Linked DNA regions of Gossypium hirsutum: all the other regions are linked to region 1. The links are chromatin contacts, called in public Hi-C maps. All regions are on one chromosome and are shown on one strand. Each heading gives the region's core, a stretch centred on a gene start, on an enhancer-like site or on the middle of the called end of the contact. The rest is flanking DNA. Distances are from core to core; before and after follow the strand shown.

Region 1 (3,189 bases), core at 347-2,846:
AAACAAATTCGCCTTGACCGGTATAATCATGTAGTGGGTGCCACCCTCAAGGTTAACACGGTACTTCAATATTTGTACACCTAAATAAAGAAGATGGAACATAATTGGTATTACTTTTCTTGAAAGGAATGAAAATAAAAAAAACAAAAGCAATTGGTCGAAAATTTGGTTAGAAAATAAACTGAAAGGAAACAAGCGAAACCACACTAGGTTCAATTCGTATGAAAGATTGGAGGAGCCACAGACAATCTTACTTAAAACCGAATCTCCTGGATAGAATTTCTCTCTCATGTAATTTCTCAAAACACCAGAATTTAGAGAACATAAGGATGAAAGAAGTTATTTTTCTCTTGTTGTGTTCTATAAAAAATAAGGAGAATGACCTCCTATTTATATTGTTTTCTAAAAGGAAAAACAGTAAATTTGAAAAGTCAATTTCCTAAAAAATCTAAATAGCCAGATTTTGTCAAATCGTAACCATTTAAAAGCTAGATTCTAATTTTGTCAAATCGTAATCGTTAAGACTTGTTTTTTTCAATTTCTTTACATTACCAATAGTATTTTTGTCCAAAGTCGATATTAAAGTTTTTCTTTAAATTTTTTTTATTTAAGCAACATATTAATTATTGTTGCTTTTTTTTCAATAAAATTTGAGCCAACATGGTCAGGCTATGTGTACAAAGTAATTCATCTTATTATTTGCATCAGATTTGAACTTGTCATGACAATTTCATTAATGGAAAAAAAACGACATTGTTATAGATAGGACCAAAATTGTTAAATCCATAGACAAATTAAATATTAACAAAAGAAAATAGACAAGTTAATTATTAATATGTAGTTTGAAGATGATTTTTTTCGGCTAAATTAGAATAAAAAAAGGAAGGATAAATTACACCAATAGTTACTCAACTTTGATTTCAATAACAAAACAAGCACTCAACTTTCAACTCAGTCACTCAGCTTTTAAAAAATAACAAATCAGTCACTAACATTATCGAAAAGTAACAAATCAGTCACCCATTAACATTTTTTGTTATAGGCCTAACGAAATAGGTGGTGTAGTTAGTTAACTAGCTGACGTTGTCAGTTAACTTGCCGCGTTATACATAAGTTGGACATGAACCAAAAAAATAATTTCTTTTTCTTTTATGCTCAATAATCCTTTCTATTTCCTCCCACTTTCTTTCACTTTCCAAGCAACCAATCAAACTAAAAAAGAAAAGCATAAGAAAAACAATTAAAACAGAAAAATCAAATTATTTTATACTGAAAACAAACAAAACTAACCATCAACAGTGGTGTTCTGAGCCTTACAAACTACACGTCCGACTCAACTCGGATCCTGATTGTCAATCTGGATGACTGAGTCAGCGATGTCAACCTGGGTTTAATTTTGAGACCACAAAATTTCGAAAATCTTATGGATATTCTCCAATCAAAAAGAAAAATAAGGGGCAGAGACAAGAACATTAGTCGGAATTGTGGAGGAAACCATGGGAAGAAGAAAAAAATTCAAAAGAAAAAGGTAAAAATTTCAAAAAGAGTGAAGGATTGGATAATAAATGAGTGATTTTTGGATGATGTAAAAGGAGAACACATGAAAACTTGGACGGTGACGATTGGGTTCTTAGAGTGAGGGATTGGACGATATAACCATTTCTTCTCTTCTTCTTCTTCTTCTTCTTTTTCTTCTATTGCCTAGCTAGGGTTCTTAAATGAGGCTGTTTAAATGACAACAAAACCTCCAACGTGCCCGATTAAATGATAGCAAGGACTCGAACATGGCCAATTAAATAACAAGTCACTTTTTCGTCATGTTTGTAATGGAAAATAATTTCTATGACTGATTTATCATATTTAAAAATTGAGTAACTATTTTGTTATTAAAATCAAAATTGAGTGAGTATTTAATGTACTTTACCCTAAAATGAATAGGGTTAAAAGAAATTTAGTTGAATAAATGGGGGGGGGGTTTACAGAAACAAATTTCAAATTTCAAATAATAATGGGTATCATCACAAATTTACTTATTTTGCAGTTGTAATAAGGGTGAAGTGGTATGAGGAAGGGATAAAGTAGGATTATTAGAGTAGCATTTAACTGTTGTTCTGTTTTGCCTCCAGGCTTATAAAGCCCACCTCGACTTCCAAATCGGCTCCCACAATTACTCCATTTTCCTTTCTTTGAGGTTAAAGCAACCATGTCGGCAACTCCAACCCAGAAATCCTCCAACGTCAACCAGGAGGAACTCCAAAAAGTCTTCAACCAGTTCGACGCCAACAGGGACGGCAAGATCTCGGTGACGGAGCTCCGCGATGTGTTGAAATCAATGGGCTCCAGCATCACTGAGGAAGAACTCAAACGTGTCTTGGAAGACATCGACACCGACAAAGACGGCTTCATCAACCTCTCCGAGTTCTCCTCTCTCTTCCGGTCTTCATCCGATGAAGTCACCGCCGCCTTGGAGCTGCGCGACGCCTTCGATTTGTACGACCAGGACAAGAACGGCCTGATTTCGACGAGCGAGTTGCACCTGGTTCTGAATCAGCTAGGGATGAAGTGTTCGGTTGATGATTGTGTTAGGATGATCAAGTCCGTAGATTCAGACGGTGATGGCAATGTCAATTTCGAGGAGTTCCAGAAGATGATGAGTGCTTCCTTGGCGACTAATGGCAAAGGATCTAAGGCGTAGGATTCATAAATTTTTAATTGATTGAAAGAAAGGTAAGGCTTAGGCTTAGACCCTTAGGGCTGTGTTGTTTGTGTTTTGTTTCTTCATAAATAATTTCTTCAAACATATGAAATTGCCGTCTTCTTGAATTATTCTAAACTTCATGGAATCAAATAAAAAAATTGATTACGCTTACAATTACCCAGGGTGGGTTTCTTTTTATTTTCATTTTGCCTGCAATTTTGCTGTTTTTACATTTAGCCCCTACCAACCACCAACCCTTGGATTTAGGAGAAATAGTCTGGCTGTAACCAAATCAGATAAATCTTTAATTCAAACAGTACGCTAAATGTTTGAACATTTTGTCACCAATTCAAATTTCATCATATTTCTTTTTCAATTTTATAAATTTGGCTGTTGGGTACCGATTATAATTTATAAATTTTAAATTAATAATAGTAAAATTATATTTTACTTCTTAAAAATAATAAAAATTTAATTTACACTTTTAAAAA
Region 2 (3,189 bases), core at 177-2,676, 370 kb before region 1:
ATACAACTCTTCTTCTTTTTGACATAAATCAACACCTGTTAAGAAAACAAATTAATTTTTTAACAATATTTTAACCTATATTTAAACTTATATATCAAATCAGTGTCGTCTATCTCCCGGCTTCTACCATTAAAAATTTATTTATTTTTTAAAAATTTATTGACTTGTGTCAAAAAAAAAAGGATGGTGTTGCCCTTTAGAGGTGTGCATGGGCCGGGCGGCCCGGCCCGACCCAAAAGCTCGCTCAAAAAATGGGAGGGTTTGAGTAAAAATATAGGCTCGAAAAATGGGCTTGGACAAAAAACGAGGCCCGTTTAGAAAATGGGCCGAGCCTCGAGTAAAAATTTTTTAGCCCGAGCCCAACCCGGCCCGGCCCGGCCCAATTTTAATATTAAATTATTTTTAAAAAAATTATTTTTAATTTTAAGTAACTTTAGTATTTTACTTTACTCTTTTTGTTGTTTTTAATGTTATTTTAATATTGTAAAACTTTTGTTATTAATATAATTTAGTTCTTAATTTAATTTTAATTTATTTCAATTTTTCAATTTTAATATAATTACTTTTTATTTTATTTTTAATTTATGTATTATTTTAAGAATTATTTTAGTCTTATTTTTTATTTGTTTTTTGTTTTAATATTTATTTTTATGTTTTAAATGTATTTGATTTATTATATTTTAAAGTTTTTTATTTAATAAAAAAAAGCAAATTTTTTTTAATATGGTCAGGCCGGGCCGGGTCGGGCTCGGTCCTATCATTTTTTTTTCGGGCCGGGCTTGGATAAATTTTTAAGCTCATATTTCGGGCCGGACTAGGCCCGTGCCTTGAAAATGGGCCGAAATTTTTTATGGGCCCGGCCCAAACCCAGCCGGCCCATGCACACCTCTATTGTCCTTCCACCACCCTGAATATATCATTTTGATAGGCATGGTATTGTCCTTCCACCACCCTAAATATACTATTTTGATAAATAATGGTGGTGGAATACCATTTTAAGAATTTTTTATTCTGATAAAAAAGCCCAAGAAAAAAACGAACGGAAAGAAATGCATTTTAGGAAGTTTAAGCAGCGAACCGGAGCATTTCTTTTGGAAATGTTCCTTGTCCTTATCACCTTTGTTCTCAAGTCATGGTTGGTTTTTTTTTTTTTTCTTTAGTCGGGATGAAGTTAGAAAATTTTGTTAGGAGACCGGTTAAAATTTTAATTTTTTATAATTTATATTTTTATAATTTATAGAGAATTAAATTAAATTTTTATAATTTTAGAGGGTCAAAGTGTAATTTTACTTTTACTAATTTAAAATTTTTAAAAAATTTTAAAAGCCTAAAAAGTAATTTTCTATTTTAGGGAAGGCCGGGACCTATGCCAGCCCGGGCCCGCCTGGTCTATGCCCCTGATATCATCTTCGTTTCAAATTTCTCTTCTATAATGAAGATTGACCACTATTTGCTAATATAATTGTATCATTGTCAGATTCTACATGTTGACAATCATTTGATCAGATAAGGGAACATCTTTACGCGCAAGTCTTCTTATGATTCAGACCCCTCACCCTTCATCTGTAGCATCCAAGCTAGGAAGGATCTAGGGAGCTAGCAGGCGCAGCTCCTTCAAAATCATTTAAATCATTTATAGTTTATAATATTTTATTTTAAATTAGAATCATAAAACTACATATTGTTTTTAAAAAATATAAAAAAATTAATTTAATATTTTAAAAATAATAAAATTATATTTTTATATCATAAAAATATATAATTTAATTCTAATCCCAACAAACTATTTTGATTTTGTCTTTGCCCCTTTATTTACCGCTACATCCAAGAAAGATTAAATATCAATAACTAATGAAAAAACATAACAAGACACTAAACATAACTCCTATAAAAAAAGTACAGCGATGAAAATAATATAATATTTAATTAAAAATTAAAATATCCCCCCCCCCCTCCTCCTTTTGAGTTGGATCCAATGTCATAGTGACGAGGATCAACAATTCAACTTTTGAAATAGACAAAATTCTTTCATTCCGAAGAGTCCTATCCAAATTAGAATTCCATTCACCTTACACTCTATCCAAGGATTATATCGTGATTATTCATCATGTGCGGTGATATACCCATACATGCAAATGATCACTTACCCTAGATGATCCCTACACATCACTACGGATTACTGAGAAAGGTTAAGATGCGTAACTAGGGTATATGTTCGGAGAGTAGACTTTTATTCTTAAACGAAATGCCATCCCATAACAAAATTATAGCCTGAAAATTCATATTAGGACTGACCCATATCGCAGTTGGGCTTGGATGCCTTTATTCTTAGGCAGTAAGGATTTCTAAAAGATAGAAATCCGAGCATTAGCATTGTTACGTCCTCCCCAAGTTCCAAGTCTAGAAATTCACACGAATATTGAAAGAATTTAGCGACATAGTTCTATTCTTTTTTAAGTTTGCTTATCGACAGAAGATTATTTGGACCAAATGAGGTCCTCTGATGTTTTAACAGACCCTGTCCAAAACTATCTTTGAGACACATCCATCTGCTCTCCTTACTGTCAAATTCTTATCACATGGTTTTAAAGATTCCAATAAACTCTCAGCACCTGTTTAATAGTCGGTTTCTCCTGGATCCACAATCCAATCGCTTAATTTTCCATTGAAAGCACATAAAGGTGTTTATATAACATTTATCACGGTTAAGTGAACGATTATTCAAATCACCTTCTTTAACAACATTTATCATTTAGTGCACATGAACCATAACCAACAATAGGAATTAGATACAGGGTTTTGAGGAATGTTTAGTATCTTAACTTCTAATGAAGTATCACAAATCACTAACCTCACAACCTTAAAGACTCAGACCAACCAAATCCTCACTTATGGAAACTTTAATATATCCAAGATTCTCTCTGCAAACACATAAAATTGCACTCATAATGATATTTACCATTCCACGCAAGAAATTTTGCAAAGTGATCATTGGTGAAAAAAAATTCAACAAATTCATACCTCATGTAAAAGATTTCTTCATAATCCAACCTCATCAATCAAAAGTGACACTAACAACCAGCATATAGAACTTTTCCTCACTGTTCAATACTATAGCTACTTCTCTGCAAATAAAAGCAAAAGCAAGGAAAGTAAAGACTTCAGAATGCCAAATCCACAATCTATGAG
Region 3 (3,189 bases), core at 178-2,677, 340 kb after region 1:
TGGGAAATCATGATGCTCACCTCACCAAAATAGTTTGGATGGCGAGAGTATTTCCATACTCCAACATTGCACCACTTTCCTCTGTTTTCAGGGGAATTTTTGAAAGAAAGCTTTTGCTGGTCAGCTGCAGCTTCAAAAGAGATACCCACTGACCACATAATCCACCCTATGATGTCTTCAGCCCGAACCGATGGATCTCTATCACTAGCATTAACCACGGTTACAGGTAAAGACACGGTCCAGACCCAGACAGCCTGCAATGCATGTAAAGATTGTGGTGCAGTAAAGTTTATTAGATGTCACACTGATAAACAGCAAAGAAATGGGTGTGATCAGACAGATAAGAAGACCTGAAATATCCAGAAAACTGCTAATTTCCCCAAATTACTGCGCATCTCATCAAAACGTCGATCCTCGCCCCATTGCAAAATTCTGAACGCATTTCACATGATATTGGTAATCTTTCAATTAAATCATCAAATATATATAAACAAAAAAGAAAAGGAAAAAATAGTTAATAAAATTTCATACTATTATACCTCATCAATAGAAAAATTGCCAAGCGTAGCCCCCATATTACTACAAGCGAAGTCAATACTACCTGGAAAGCAGAGTTGCAAAATCAGTACATACAAACAGGAGGTGCAAGAACAGTATAAATGAGCTTTAAGGACCATCTAAAATGAGTCAACACCTAACAGATGAAGAACAGTTTAAACCAGTGAAGTTTGAAGCAAACTTTTACGCAGTCAATCCAAATTACCTGACGAAAATGCCATGATCCTTTAATTATCAGAGTCAACACAGCAATTATAACAAAATTCGTGCTTCCTGAGCAAAAGAAAACAAAGACGATATCATTTAGAAACCAATGAATTCACATTTGAAGAATTGTATGAATTGTTATATGGGTCTTTACCTTTCCTATGCTCTAATAAAAGTTTAAAAGGACAATTAAAGAAGCTAAATTTATGGATGAGGTACCTGCAAAGTCAGTGACTTTATCGAACTTGAGAAGAGCAGTGATTATAAAGAAAAATATTTGATATCCCAACTGCACAAGCAAAACCCCAAATAAATCAAACATCAATTATTTTGGAGGGAGAGAGGGAGAAAATAAAAACATACAGTTACAATGGCAGTTAGAGCTAAGAAATGGGAATCTAAAACAGTTGCCATTTTGTTTGATCGGAAATCCTGTTTGCTTATTCTGCTTCCAATTTGTTTTGCTTCTGATTAAAGCATAGGCTTAAGAAAGGGGTGTGGTAACGGGCGATGGAGGAAGATCAAACAAAAATAATTAAAATAATAAATTTAAGAATAACAAATAAATATTCAACCATAAAGAAATAAACCATTATTTGATCCCATTGAGAAATGCATCTTAAATTAAATGAATTCCCACAACCCGTTAAACAAAAGTAATATTGCACAAAAAAAAAATAATGAAGAGAAATTTATATAGGCTAATTAATTACATTCAAATAAGAACTAAATTTAAACTAAATTTAATAAAATCTAATTAATATATAATAAAAATTAAATTTTAAATCGATCTCAATATAATTTAAATTCGAATTAAAATTTAAAACTTATCATTTTCCTTAATAAGTTTTCTAAAAATTTTGATTCGCATAATTTCACTAAAATTGTTACAACTTAAGACCTCAACTCGAAATTAAGTGATTTAAAATATATTTTAAAATTAAAAAATAAACCTTTAAATGCTATGAAAATATATTAATTCAGAAATAATTAGATCTCAACCAAGTCGAATGATTTTTAAATTTAAAAATTAATAGCCTTCATAAATAAAATTTAATATTTTCACTCCATGTATCAAAATTGATTTGCTTTTGTAGAAGGTTTATAGCCGTACTGTACGGGTGGCTATGAATGAAGTTAGTCGTGGACGGTTTATTGCCGTACGGTGCGAGTGGCTATTATTTGAACAGCAATTCTAAGTGCTTATGGATATGAAATGTACGTATACCGTTCAAAACTTGGGTTGCGTGCTTGCTTCAATTTCTTACACCCTCCTTTTTAACTCCAAACCTGTTTCCAAAGCTAAAAATTTATAATTACTCCTAAATTCCATTTCCAACCCCAAATATTATATGTCCAAACTCTCATGTTACTTTCCAGGAGGTTGAAACCCAGGCGAAGCCAGAAAAGAATTTTTGGGGGAGTCGAAGGAAATTTTAATTTTTTATAGTTTATATATTTATAATTTTTAAAGTATTAAATTAAATTTTTATAATTTTAGGGGGGTCAAAGTATAATTTTACCTTTACTAATTTAAAATTTTAAAAAAATTTAAAGGGCCTAAATGAAAATTTTCCATTTTAGGGGGGCCGAGGCCCATGCCCGCCCCCTGGTTTCGCCCCTGTTGAAACCTTTCTGAAATTAAATTATAATTTTTATAATAGTAAAAATATAATTTTATTATTTTAATAGTTTATATTTTTATAATTTTAAATAATTAATTAAATTTTTATTATTTATAAAGGATGAACATGTAATTTTATAATTTAAAATTTTAAAATTTTTACAATACTTAAATAAAATTTTTCTATTTTTAGAGTTGAGATCCTGCCAGCACCTTAACTACACCTCAGCCCACATGCTATTGTTAACTTTCCATTTGCTAAAAGTCATTTTTTTTCTTAGAATAAATTACATTATTAGTTAGTAAATTATAATTATGTTTTAGTCGCTTAACAAAATAAAAAAATAAAATTTGAATATTTAATTATTTAAAAAATTTTATTTAAATTATATTTGGAAAAAAATTGATGTAGATAATACAAATAGAAAAAATCATATAACATTAGTTTTAACAATTCGATTACTTAAATAAAATTTTTTAAATAGATTAATAACTAAAACAAAAAATTATTTATAATTTAATGACTAATGATATAATTTACTCTTTTTATTAACTTTTAAGTTACATTTAACTAATTATATGATAATTTCAATTAGAATGAATTATTAAATACAGATTGAGGATGCCTCCACCATGCCTTCTGTGCGTTGGCATCTAAAGGGTTTTTATCCCAATTTTCAAAACAAACGCAGTGGACTTGGGGCTAAAAATAGAATTCCACAAAAGGGTATTGAATAAATAATTTAACTTAAACCAATTAATCAGAATAAATTTAGGAGAATTTACACATAAATTAAATA
Region 4 (3,189 bases), core at 390-2,889, 290 kb before region 1:
AAAAGAGTCAAACAACTTTTTTAATAGAAATGATGACTAAAACATTCATTTTGAACACCGCTGGCTTGACAGCTCGCATGGTAGTCCATGTGCATGTCATGCTAACATAACACCATTTGTCTTATATGTCAAGTCAACAAATAATTAAAAAATTATTAAAATCAAAATAAAAAATATATAAAAATTTTATAAAAAATCAAAAAAAGAAGCAACATGGAGTACATTGTCATGTTTAAAAAATTAACATTTTAATTAATATTAATCATTAAAAAATTATTTCAACTGTTTTTCAAAAATTTGATGGTCAAATTTGATTTTTTTTTAAAAAGGTTAAGGGCCAAATTTTGCTAAAGAAAAAAGGACCAAATTGACAAAAAAATGTAAGTACTAAGGGCTAAGTTTGAGATTATACCAAATAAAAAATATAAAAACATTTGCGTGCTGCATTCATGATTTCAAACTGAAATTGTTAATATTTTTTAAGATCCAATAGATAATATTTTAAGAGGCAATAGATAGGGCTATAAAATGACAAATACCATGTCGCAGACAGTGCAATAAGATAATAGGACAGACACTGGTACAAGAAAAGGTATCACTGCCTATGTTTTGTTTTAAACTCTTTTTATGAATAAAAAGTTGTGAGAGAATATTAAAGTCTCAAATAAAATGTAATATCTGCACTAAGTAACTAGTTTTATATTTATTGAAGGCATCAAATCTCCGAATCTAGCCAGGCAATGACGGCCAACGATCCAGATCTGGACTACTCATTGGCGCATTTCATACCCACCCTTTCCTCAAGATCCCAAAACCCATTTTAATACTTTATTTTGTCACAAAATATCTAACCTTTTCTAATTAGATTGTTATTTTGATATAACAAAATCTTAAACTTAATTGGTTTGGGTTTATATTTTGATAAATCATTTTTAAAATAATCTAAAAAAATATATATGTTGTTAGTGTAATCTGAAGGTCTAAAATGAGTTTTTAGCTTTATGAATCCATTTAAAATGCATGAAAGCAGTTTACCATACAAAAGAATATCAAGAGAAAACATCCTTGCATTAATGTTTCTTCTCTTTGATTTTTGTTGTGCTTTATATAGTTAATACTTCTTGTACTATCTTAGAGTATTCAAAAAGATGATGCTTATCTTTGAAAAAATAAAATAAAATTCTGGTGTTGACAAATGAAGTTAAGACAATTTCTATTTCTATTTCTATTTTATATGATGTAGAAGCAAATCTTTTAGATTTAAATATTTTTAAAAAATTACAATATTATTTTTATTTACTTTCAATTTTTTTATATAAATATTTATGAAAAAGATTTTGAAATTTAATCAAATAATATTTCTAAAGTCATAAAACAAAGCGTACTTTGTTAAAGTTCAAAAACTCAAAATTAATATGGAAAAATAGAAAATCAAACCGAATCATTACAATATGAGAAAGTCAAAAACTTGATCCAACCTAAACTCAATCTTGTATAGTCCAACACAAATATTTTATATACAACATGTCAAAAATCATATATCTAAATCTAAAACCAAAATCATTCAACAATTTAAGGAAAAATTAAAAATATTGTTTTCTCTTAAAATTTTATTTATTTATTTATTGAAACAGAAAACGAATATGCTTTAAAGAGGTAACTCGAAATCCACAAATTAAATGGCTAAACAACAGTTGGCCCAATAGCTGTCGCAATATTACTAGCAACCGAGGTGGTACCTTGGGCTTTCCTAAATCATTAAAGAAAGAAATGAAAAAAACTTAATACCTAAGGAGAAATAAAACCTAATAACAAAAACCTCTAACCCTTTTGGGTTCCTAAACACATTTCCTCTTTTTTACATCTGCAACTATCACCGGAGCCATCTGGTTTCTTCCATCACTGTATTGTTCTTCGAAAACCATACCAGACCTCTCCAAAGCCTGAGTTCTTCGGAGAAAATATGTACCATTTTTCTTTAAAAACACCATCACCAAACTCAGAATGGTAACACAACTCCTTTAACATTCCAAAACCCTTCTATGATCGTTGACAATGATAGGCTCTACTTCCGATGATACCTCTTCCATCCAGTAGATTAGGTCAGATAGATTGTGTCCTCGTCCTACTAAGGCATGTGTTGCTTCATATGTATTTTGAGGGGTATATTCAAAAGATAAGAGAACAAAGCTGGATCTTTTCCTCTTTATTTCATCAATTAAGTTGCCTATAACCGATTTATCTTTTAAATCATACTTGATTTTTTTAATAATGGTTAGGGCATCACCTTCCACAACCAGATCTAGAAAGCCCATTTCTTCCCCGAAAATAATAACTTCAAGACAAGCCTTCGCTTCTGCTGTAATCGGATCCCCAGTTCTTCCTAGTGGGTAAGTACTAGATCCCACAACAAAGCCATCCTGATCTCTTGTAATGATTCATGTTGTCGCTTTCATTTCCTGTTGATAGAATGCTACATCAAAATTAATCTTGCCTTGTTCTGGGGGTCTGCAAAAATCCTCCCTTGGTTTAATATTAGATTCTGTAATGGATTTCATTTGATCCAACTCCAAGGCGTAGGCTTTAATTATAACGCCCCAAAATTGAGGTTAGAATTATTCAGGCTAGTTGGTTGGATTAGTGGTTCAGTAGGACTGTTAAGTTAATTTTCATGCTTTAGGAGCAAAATGAGTTTGTTGGTTTAGTGGCTAACTCTTTGGTAGCTTATCTTTGGTCTTGGGTTTAAGTCACATGTATGTAATGTGAGAATTTTTTCAAAGTATTTTTGTTTTTAATTCTTTAAAAATTAAAATTTGAGGGGTTTTGACAAATTTGATATTGTTTAATTTTTTGTTTTGAAATTTATTTTAATAGTAATAATAAATAAATTTGTTTGGTTGTTAATGATTAATTAAATAATAATTTTTATTTGAATATTTTGATTTATTTTGTTAGATTTAAAAAAAGGGAAACCCCCAAATGTTTTGCTCACGTTAGTCTACTTTTTTCTCTTCTTCTCTCTCACGTTGCTCTCATTTCCTTCCTCTTTCAGTTTCAATTTTTGTTTTTTTATTTATTTGGCCATTGTGTTTTCTTTGTGCCTTTATCAGTTTTGTTCTTGATTAACAGTTCATCTCTATTAGAATATCAATGCTTGGTAAATTGTGTCTTTTTGGTTATGCATTAAAG

The links. A called contact is a pair of places that touch in the nucleus more often than the background predicts.
Region 2: a Hi-C map of leaf shows a contact between it and region 1, with 2.3 times the contacts expected there. The contact joins the enhancer-like site here to the promoter of LOC107887231 in region 1. A contact is called at or near these places in 2 of 34 Hi-C or Micro-C datasets (both in leaf).
Region 3: a contact with region 1 is called in a Hi-C map of leaf, with 4 times the contacts expected there. The contact joins the promoter of LOC107887194 here to the promoter of LOC107887231 in region 1. A contact is called at or near these places in 3 of 34 Hi-C or Micro-C datasets (all in leaf).
Region 4: a Hi-C map of leaf shows a contact between it and region 1, with 2.2 times the contacts expected there. The contact joins the promoter of LOC121219439 here to the promoter of LOC107887231 in region 1. A contact is called at or near these places in 3 of 34 Hi-C or Micro-C datasets (all in leaf).

Annotation. Positions count from the first base shown.
Region 1 is chrA03:48,611,980-48,615,168 of Gossypium_hirsutum_v2.1, forward strand. LOC107887231 (probable calcium-binding protein CML27) reads left to right here and starts at 1,597. Exons shown (of 1, transcript XM_016811410.2): 1 at 1,597-2,869. The coding sequence starts at 2,204. The coding sequence ends at 2,695.
Region 2 is chrA03:48,243,390-48,246,578 of Gossypium_hirsutum_v2.1, forward strand. LOC107887865 (serine/threonine-protein kinase 11-interacting protein) reads right to left here. Exons shown (of 8, transcript XM_016812086.2): 7 at 3,022-3,125; 8 at 2,732-2,921. Among protein-coding and RNA genes, the nearest start is that of LOC107887865, 5.6 kb to the right of the region's middle. Within about 2 kb of position 1,427, at least 7 of the 9 cell types and tissues checked have an H3K27ac peak or open chromatin away from gene starts, as enhancers often do. A contact at or near this core is called in leaf, where this site is marked.
Region 3 is chrA03:48,957,056-48,960,244 of Gossypium_hirsutum_v2.1, forward strand. LOC107887194 reads right to left here and starts at 1,428. Exons shown (of 10, transcript XM_016811360.2): 1 at 1,129-1,428; 2 at 985-1,054; 3 at 764-831; 4 at 540-601; 5 at 351-432; 6 at 21-254. The coding sequence starts at 1,179.
Region 4 is chrA03:48,326,592-48,329,780 of Gossypium_hirsutum_v2.1, forward strand. It overlaps LOC121219439, which reads left to right and starts at 1,640. Exons shown (of 2, transcript XR_005916205.1): 1 at 1,640-2,390.